3 separate regions of the Triticum aestivum genome follow, and regions 1 and 3 are each linked to region 2. The links are chromatin contacts, called in public Hi-C maps. All regions are on one chromosome and are shown on one strand. The core of a region is the stretch at or near the end of the contact, and the rest is flanking DNA. Distances in the headings are between cores, read along the strand shown. Region 1 holds the start of LOC123145202 (rop guanine nucleotide exchange factor 14). Region 2 holds the start of LOC123145200 (dual specificity protein kinase YAK1 homolog). Region 3 holds the start of LOC123145198 (myricetin 3-O-rhamnoside 1,2-glucosyltransferase UGT709G2-like).

What was found. A called contact is a pair of places that touch in the nucleus more often than the background predicts.
Region 1: a Hi-C map of leaf shows a contact between it and region 2, with 3 times the contacts expected there. The contact joins the promoter of LOC123145202 here to the promoter of LOC123145200 in region 2. A contact is called at or near these places in 2 of 5 Hi-C or Micro-C datasets (both in leaf).
Region 3: a Hi-C map of leaf shows a contact between it and region 2, with 3 times the contacts expected there. The contact joins the promoter of LOC123145198 here to the promoter of LOC123145200 in region 2. A contact is called at or near these places in 3 of 5 Hi-C or Micro-C datasets (all in leaf).

Annotation. Positions count from the first base shown.
Region 1 is chr6D:376,267,449-376,270,148 of IWGSC CS RefSeq v2.1, reverse strand. LOC123145202 (rop guanine nucleotide exchange factor 14) reads left to right here and starts at 1,295. Exons shown (of 9, transcript XM_044564561.1): 1 at 1,295-1,613; 2 at 1,712-1,767.
Region 2 is chr6D:376,129,894-376,132,658 of IWGSC CS RefSeq v2.1, reverse strand. It overlaps LOC123145200 (dual specificity protein kinase YAK1 homolog), which reads left to right and starts at 1,356. Exons shown (of 18, transcript XM_044564559.1): 1 at 1,356-2,084. The coding sequence starts at 1,908.
Region 3 is chr6D:375,987,239-375,989,938 of IWGSC CS RefSeq v2.1, reverse strand. LOC123145198 (myricetin 3-O-rhamnoside 1,2-glucosyltransferase UGT709G2-like) reads right to left here and starts at 1,366. Exons shown (of 1, transcript XM_044564555.1): 1 at 1-1,366. The coding sequence starts at 1,211.

The DNA.
Region 1 (2,700 bases), core at 46-2,545, 140 kb before region 2:
TTCAGATGCATGATGCTCGGGTTGACATTCTACTCCTGCAAGCAATCTACAACCTTTTTACAGACAATGATTTTTGAGACATGTGATTGTTGTTGGAAAGAAACAAGTAGCGACTGATTGCCTATCATTTCGGTTCACCCGGACGTGGTGGGGATCCCAGTCTCTCGAGCGAGTTTGACAACCGAGGCCGGTGCACATATTACAGCAACTCTCGAGCGAGTTTTGATGGATGAACCGCACACACGCGACACGCCACATGCTTTCTACCCATCCATGGTCGATGCCGGCGGGAGGGAGGATTTCACGTGCGCACGCTCAGACGACCTTTCCAACGACTCACCAGTAGCACTAGCACACTACGTGTACAATACGGACGGCATACTACTGTGCGTGTGTTCGTGTCCGTAACCCTGGGCCCGAGAAGCAACATGCGCCCGTTGTCGCCTCGCGCGCCTGGGAAAGAAAACCGACCGAAAGAGTGCGACTATGCGATGCGAGTGGGCTGGGGACCGAAAACTTTGCACGCATTCTTGCCTGCTCCGTCCGCCGAAGGAATGCTTTGTCCCTAGCCCCCTTCCATTCTTCCGGGCTCACGTTCATCAATGACCTTTGGTTTCATTTCAGCACGTACGTACGTCCAGGACCCGGTAGACCTATCGAGCCAGCCAGGATGCCAAGTAGTACGTGCGGGAACGTGTATAGTGGCATGGCTGGCCAGTGGCCACACGTGACACAAGAGAACAAGGCGGTACGCGTAGGAACGTCAAACGTATCCATCAGGCCTCGGATACCCCTGGTCTACAGAGTATGGTCACGGATCTCCACCGTCCATCCGGCATCCGACGGCTCTGACCGAGCGCCTGCGCGTCGCGTCGTAAAAGTAAAGTTGACCGGGAAATGTGAAAGTGTAGAAGCGTGCCTGGCCTGAAGTGATCGGTCGGTCGGTCAGGGGGAGGGGAGGAAGAAAAGGGCAAGCGATTCCGCGAGTAAATGAAGGCCGAGACAGGTGACAAATGAGGTGTCAGGGATAGGGCAGGGAGGAGAAGTGAAGGGAGGAAGCAAACGATTCCGCCCGCTGCCGTTGCAACCAAGAAAAATGTTTTTTTTCCTTCGTGGTTACCAGAAAGAAAGAAACAAAGCCTTTTTTTTGTTTCAGGATCTCAACTTCTGGAGCCCGTGGTGGAGTGAGCTGCCGGCCGCGAGAGGTTAACGAGCGAGCGAAGCAGACGAGCAGGATGAGTTGCTGATTAGTAGCGCGGGTGGCTCCGTTGGTTGGAGGTACGGAGCAAATCCCAGGGGGAGGCCGCTGATGGTGCGGTTGCGGGGGTAGTAGGAGTAGTATATTTGATCCGGCACCTGCACGCTCACATGCTTGGCTTCCTGGTTTCGCTCCGCTTTCTGTTCTTTCTCCCTTCCTGCCGCATTTATTATCTATCGCAACATATAGTCAGACAGAGCAGAGTACCACCACTACCACTACCACTACCAGCAGCCCCCCTTCAGGCCTTCACACAGGGACACACACGCTTCCTCCTCCCCTTCTTCGCCGCCCTGCCTCCTCCGTCTCTTCACGCTCGAGGCCTGGCCCCTGCCTCCCTCCATTCGGACCATTGGTAAGCTCATGCCTAGTCAGGCAGCTAGTATTTCCATCTGTTCATGGTTTCCTTCTTGATTGAGGTTCTCTCATCACCTCTTGTTTCCTTGGCCGCAGATCCATGCCGGAGCGCTCCGGCCGCTGACACCTTGCCTCGGAACGACGCCGCAAAGGTACCACCACTCCCCTCGCCTCTACATTTCGCAAGAACCTCGCCCACCAGAAATGCCGGCGCGATTCGAGCTGGAACCCTCCCCGTATTTCCCCCTCGAACCGGCCCCTTTAGCCCCATTCCTGCTCGTTCCATCCCCATCGCGAGGAAAACCGCCATGAAAAAGGCTGTCGCAGGGCAGTAGTGAGGCGAGCCGCCTTTCCACAGACCCATCTCAACTTCTTGCGAGAGGCCGTCGTCAGGTCGTCATCGCCCCGCTGCGGCACCAACGCCAACGCCGGGGAGGAGGAAAAGCGCGAGCCAACAAACCTCGGGGCCTTTTCAGTTTTCACCTCATCTCTTTTCACCTCGCCCCCACATCTTTTTCCTCAGGTCATCGCTTTCCGCCTCACAGTCGTCGTCCCGCACTAAAAGCTAGCATAGCATAGCGAAGCTCACAACAGAAAGCCTACTGCCCATGTCCTCGTGAACCCTCTTTCTTTCCCCAGTCCTTCCCACCCACCGGCCCAGTTCAAAATTCAAAGTTCCAACGCCAACGCCTCCGCACCGCCTGCACGGCCGCCAGTGCCTCGACCGGCGAGCGCCCCTCCCCCTGACGCGTCACCACCAGCCAGCCGTAGCACCGCCCTCCGTTTCCGTTGCGCCCATAAATCCCCGTCCGGACAGCAAAGACACACAACGGATTTTTATCATCAGTCGACGCCTCCGATTATTATTAGTAGTAACTAGTAAATGCGCAATATCGCGCCGTCAATGCATCCCTTAGCCGAATATCCTCGCTAGATTTGCTCCTCCATTAGCAATTCTTTATTTTTCGCTTTTGCCTTTGCGCTGCTGATGCGTCAATCATTCGGTAGCATCTGAAAAGGCGCGATTGTTCGTTCGTTCGTGGCCGTGGGTGAGGGAGGTGGCGCGTCGCGGTAAACAAATTAAA
Region 2 (2,765 bases), core at 107-2,606:
ATACCAGATACATATGAATATCTTTCAGCGCAGCCCTTTCGGTGGAAATAAATGGAACATATATTATTTCTCGACCATTTAGCCGCACGATGGACAGATCGGACGGCCACACTCGCATTAGTATAGTGACGTTCCACTGCCTAACACACGATGGCAGCGGTGCTTAGCATGGTGACGTTCATGATTGTGGGTCGTTGTCACTGGACTGTGTTTATAATTCCATTGCTTAACTGCAGTAATTAAAATTCAAGAATTACTTCCCGTCTATCCATCTATCTTGAAGATTCAGCCATTACACGATCTTGTAAGCATTCGGAAATCCCTTTTCCATCCATCTATCTTGAAGAACCAACCATTACACATCTCGTAACGCACCCGGAAAATGCTTCAGGTCTATCCATCTATCTTGATGGCTCGATCATTGCACAATCTTCACAAAATGCGCCGGCCCAACATATGCGTTTCCCGATCTTTCGCCATTCATTGCTCGCCAGTTACTTGTTTACGTGACCGCCAGCCCACCGACGGCGAGTCATACCAGATACATATGAATATCTTTCAGTGCAGCCCTTTCGGCGGAAATAAATGGGACATATATTATTTCTCGATCATTTAGAGCCGCACGATGGACAGATCGGACGGCCACAGTGACGTTCCACTGCCTAACACACGATGACAGTGGTGCTTAGCATGGCGATGTTGATGATTGTGGGTCGTTGTCACTGGACTGTGTTTATAATTCCATTGCTTAACTGCAGTAATTAAAATCCATGAATTACTCCTCGGCTATCCATCTATCTTGAAGATTCAACCATCACACGATCTTGTAAGCATCCGAAAATCCCTTTTCAATCCATCTATCTTGAAGAATCGACCATTACACATCTCGTAACGCACCCGGAAATTGCTCCACGCCTATCCATCTATCTTGATGGCTCGATCAATGCACATCCTCAGAAAATGCGCCGGCCCAACATATATTTTTCCCAATCTTTCGCCATTCATTGCTCGCCAGTTACTTGTTTACGTGACCGCCAGCCCACCGACGCGAGTCATACCAGATAGATATACATGAATATCTTTCAGCGCAGTCCTTTCGGCGGAAATAAATGAAACATATATTGTTTCTCGACCATTTAGAGCCGCACGATGGACAGATCGGACGGCCACGCTCGCACTAGCACAGTGACGTTGCGCGGCCTAGCACGCGATGACAGCGGTGCTCAGCGTGGCGACGTTGATAATTGCAGGCCGTTGCCACTGGGACCGTGTTACAACTCCACTGCTTAACCGCAGTAATTAAAATCCAGACGTGTGTATATATATTAGCTGGAAAGAAGGCGAGCGGAAAAAAACCCACAGAGTCGAGGGGAGGTGACGGAGACGAGGAAGGAAAGGAAGAAAAGAGACGAAAGAGGGAGGAGGAGGAGGAGGGGATTGGGACTCGCCGCCCCGCTCCAAATTCCCCACTGCTCCACCACCTCCGCCTCCACTTCCCCGCCGCCGCCGCCCCGAGTACGGCGGGCACGAGCAGCCGGCCGTCCTCGGCCCAAAACCCTACCCGCCCAATTCGGCCCGGCTCCGAGCCGTTGGCCCCGCCCGGGGCAGTCCCGAGCGGCGAGAGGAGGAGGCGGAGGGCCGGGGAGATCGGATCGGCGGGGCCGCGGGCCGGAGTAGCATTGGGCGATGGCCGCTTCATAGGATGCAGCTTTACTCCGCCGGCGGCCGCTTAGTCTGCTGCTGCCGCTGCTGCTGCCGCTTCTGCTTCGGAGTGCGCTGCCGTGATCCCAACAGGAGCCTGGGCTGGTGCGGGTTGGGCTGACGTGTTGTTGTTGCTGTTGTTGTTGGGCACTTGATCTCTGCGGGCGCTTTGCGCCTGCCTGCTGGGAGGTGGTTGCGTGAGGCGAATGGAGGAGACTGGGAGGGAGAGGAAGGCGGCGGGGCCGCCGTGGGCGCCGACCAAGTCCACGGTGTTCCGGTCCTACGCTGCTGCGGTAGTGGGCGACCGGGCGGAAGCGCCGTCCGCCCGGGGCAATGGGGTTGCCGCCCGTTCAAGCAATCTACGCGCCGTCAGGAAGAGGCCTGTACGTTTCCTACACCTTCCCCTCTCACGGGGCTAACAAAAGATGCTTCCTTGCTTTCCCTTTTGGAGCTATTCTCGGGCTCACCGTGCTGAATTTGAACTGTCAATTGGATTGAGCGATTCTCAGAGGTCGTCGTAGCTGGAAATTAATTATAATGAAATGCTAGTAAGAAACCGTTACAGCTTAAGAAACCAGCAAGTACATCTTAAACTTTGGTGACTTGAACTACTCGAATCAGCACCGTTCCTGCTGATGCCTTCTTCCTGATGCCTGGACGCACGGTTCAGGCAACTAAAGTTTGACCAGCTGGAGCAGTGTGGTCTACTCAAATTGTCTTTTGATTAATCAGAGGCAAACCTCATTTCTGACTACAATTAGCATTCCCATTCATTATCCACACCTATTTTTTCTGCAACAATCATTCAGTGTTGAGTTATATATAATATACATGTTCTGTTTGCTTGACTTGCTATTCCAATCCATCATGAGTGTAAAGAGATTCCAAGTATAAGTGATTTGGAAATATTACGCAAGTGCACAACTAAAAGTGTGTCAGGATCCTAGTTGTAGTTGATATCTCTTTTAGAAAATATGGATCATTGGACAATGCAAACCTGCCTATACCATCCAACGAATAGTGCAATGCTATAAGAACATCCTTTAACACTGTTGCTGATCTCA
Region 3 (2,700 bases), core at 117-2,616, 140 kb after region 2:
GTGCCCCACACGGCGCCCATGAACCGGCTGTTGGTCTGCTGGTCCACGAAGAAGGGCCAGCACACCGTCGGCACGCCCTCGGTGACGCTCTCCAGCGTGGAGTTCCACCCGGCATGCGTCAGGAAGCAGCCCACTGCCCGGTGGCGCAGCACGTCCCGCTGCGGCGCCCACTCCACGACGCGGGCCTTGCCTTTCCCGGCCGCCCTGATGGCGTCCTGGAGGACGGCGTTCTGGCTCGCCCCGACCATGTCCGGCCTGAGCACCCAAAGGAAGGGGTGGCCGGCGCTCACGAGTCCGGAGAGGAACTCGGTGAACTCCTCGACCGAGATGACGGCGAGGCTGCCCAAGCTCACGTACACCACGGTTCCGTCCGCCTGGCTGTCGAGCCACGCCGTGCAGCCGTCGTCCTCCCGCCACAAGGCGCCGCCGGCCGCCGGCTCCTGGAACATGGCGTGGAGAGGGCCAATGGCGAAGACGTCGCGCATGTGCGGCGCGATGTGCGCGAGCGCCGACCGCTCCAGCGACGCGGTCGTGTTGAGTATGAGCGCCCGCGCGTTGCAGCTGTGTGCGCTGAACTCGGCGATTATCCGAAGCATGGGGTGGAGGCCGCCGGTCCCGTCGTGCCCGCGGCAAAAACTTGGAAGATCGCGCCGCCGCAGGAAACCCTCCATTCCCGGAACGCCACGGACGGGCGCATCGAGGTCGGCGCCTAGCGGGACAGGGACCTCGCCGAGCTCCACGAGCTTGGGCACGAAGAGGTAAGCGAGGAAGCTGCACGCGCTGGCCGTTCGGAAGGCGAGCGCCGGGACGCCGAGCTCCTCGGCGACGTCGATCGCGAACGGGAGGATCCCGTCAGCGACGACGCAGGTCACGGGAGGGAAGCCATCGTCGCGGGGCGCGCCCGCGCGCAGGGACGCGAGCAGAGCACGGTAGGCGACCCTCGTCGTCGTCATCATGGACTCCACGAGCGCGACGAGGTCACCCGCCGTGCGGGGATTGTCGTCCGGGAGGCCGTCGGTGACGGACAGGAACCGGAGCCCCGGCGAATCGGCCTCCGCCTTGACGGCGGCAAGGCCTAGCCTCCGCCGGTTGTGGTCGGTGTGAAGGAAGGTGACGTGGAGGCCGGCGTCGAGGAGCCCTGCGGCGAAGTGGAGCATGCAGTTGATGTGGCCCTGCGCCGGGCACGGGAACACCAGCACGTGCGCCGCCATGCCGTCGCTAGCTTCGCCTGCACCTGCGCGCGCTCACCTACGCTACTACTCCGCGCGCATGCAGTGACGCAGCTGGGTTTCTCTTCTTCCGGCTTTCAGTAGTGAGGCTGGCATGGGCGCATGCCGCATGGTGCACCTATAGAGAGAGAAGGGTGCAGGCGCAGCAGCACACGTCAGCAGTTACGTGTCGGAGGAGACCGGTGGCGGCGGCTAGCGCTTGCAAGCCTCAGCTACTAATTACCTTAAATAATTACTCCCTCCGTTCCTAAATACTTGTCTTTTTAGGCATTTCAAATGAATATCACATACGGATGTATGTAGACATATTAGAGTGTAGATTCACTCATTTTACCCCGTATGTAGTCACTTGTTGAAATGCCTACGTAGCTGATGCCGTCATCACCGAGCAAACGGGGTGGATCGATAAATCGATTTGACATGTGACGAGTTAGCTAACGCAAGCGTGTGGAGAGAGAATGAAACAAAGAGAAACTGCCCCGCAAGATTCTAATAAGACCTTGTACAATGCAATTTGCAAGGTGCTTAGAAAAGATACTTGGAGAAATAAATCAGACTTTTTTAAGCATTCGTACTTGTTTGTACGGAGTAGACGCTTAATTAGGCATCTTTTCTGTAGAAATAGACACTGATGCTTTAGAAAAATCTGATTTATTGTTCTAAACATTTAGCATCCGGATTGTGTAGCTTTAGGTTTTAGGCCCTAGTAGCTTAGATTTTTGGGTCATCCATCGTCTTGTCTTTGGCGGTGGCAATGACGATGCTAAATAAAGAAGTTTCAGATCCTTCCCTGACAAGGCGATCGGTCCTATGGTCGGGAATGAATTTGAAAACCAGTCTGTTCAAGCAAGGATGGCGCGGCGGCGGCGACATCCTCGTAGTGGACTTGTATCCTTGGGCTTTGCCGTGTGACAGCGTTTGCTCCAGCGCCGGCGCGGAGCTTAGGAGGTAGTCCAGGAGGAACAAATGCAAATTGTGGTATGCAACGGTGGCATCCGGAAGATGGTGGATCATGTACTGGGTTTGTGGTTCGTGGCTGGCAGGTATGGTTTCCTCCTCTTGCGACTTAGTCATGCAGGGGAGCCAGATCTGGAGGATGGCGTGTTCGGCGTGTTGCTCCGGTCTGGTTCGTTGAACGGCAATGGCTTCACCATTGATGAGTTATCTTGGAGGTTTGTAAAGCTGCATATCAACGATAGAGCTGCGTCGAGCTTAGGTAAGGAGGTGATCCGTCAATTTTTCCTCTGGTGGTGCCGAAGGCAGGCGACATGCGCTTTGGTGTGGAACTCAAGGGTTTCTTTGGTCTTGCTTGTAATTTTCTTTCATCGATGGTGTTCATTTGTGCAAAAGCTAGCATTCTGTTGTCTTTTCAGTTTTGTGAGGCCAGTTTCTAGATAGCTTGTATTATGATCTTACGATATAAATGAGACACATATTATCATGAAAAAAAAGTTTAGAAGCCGGCATCTTC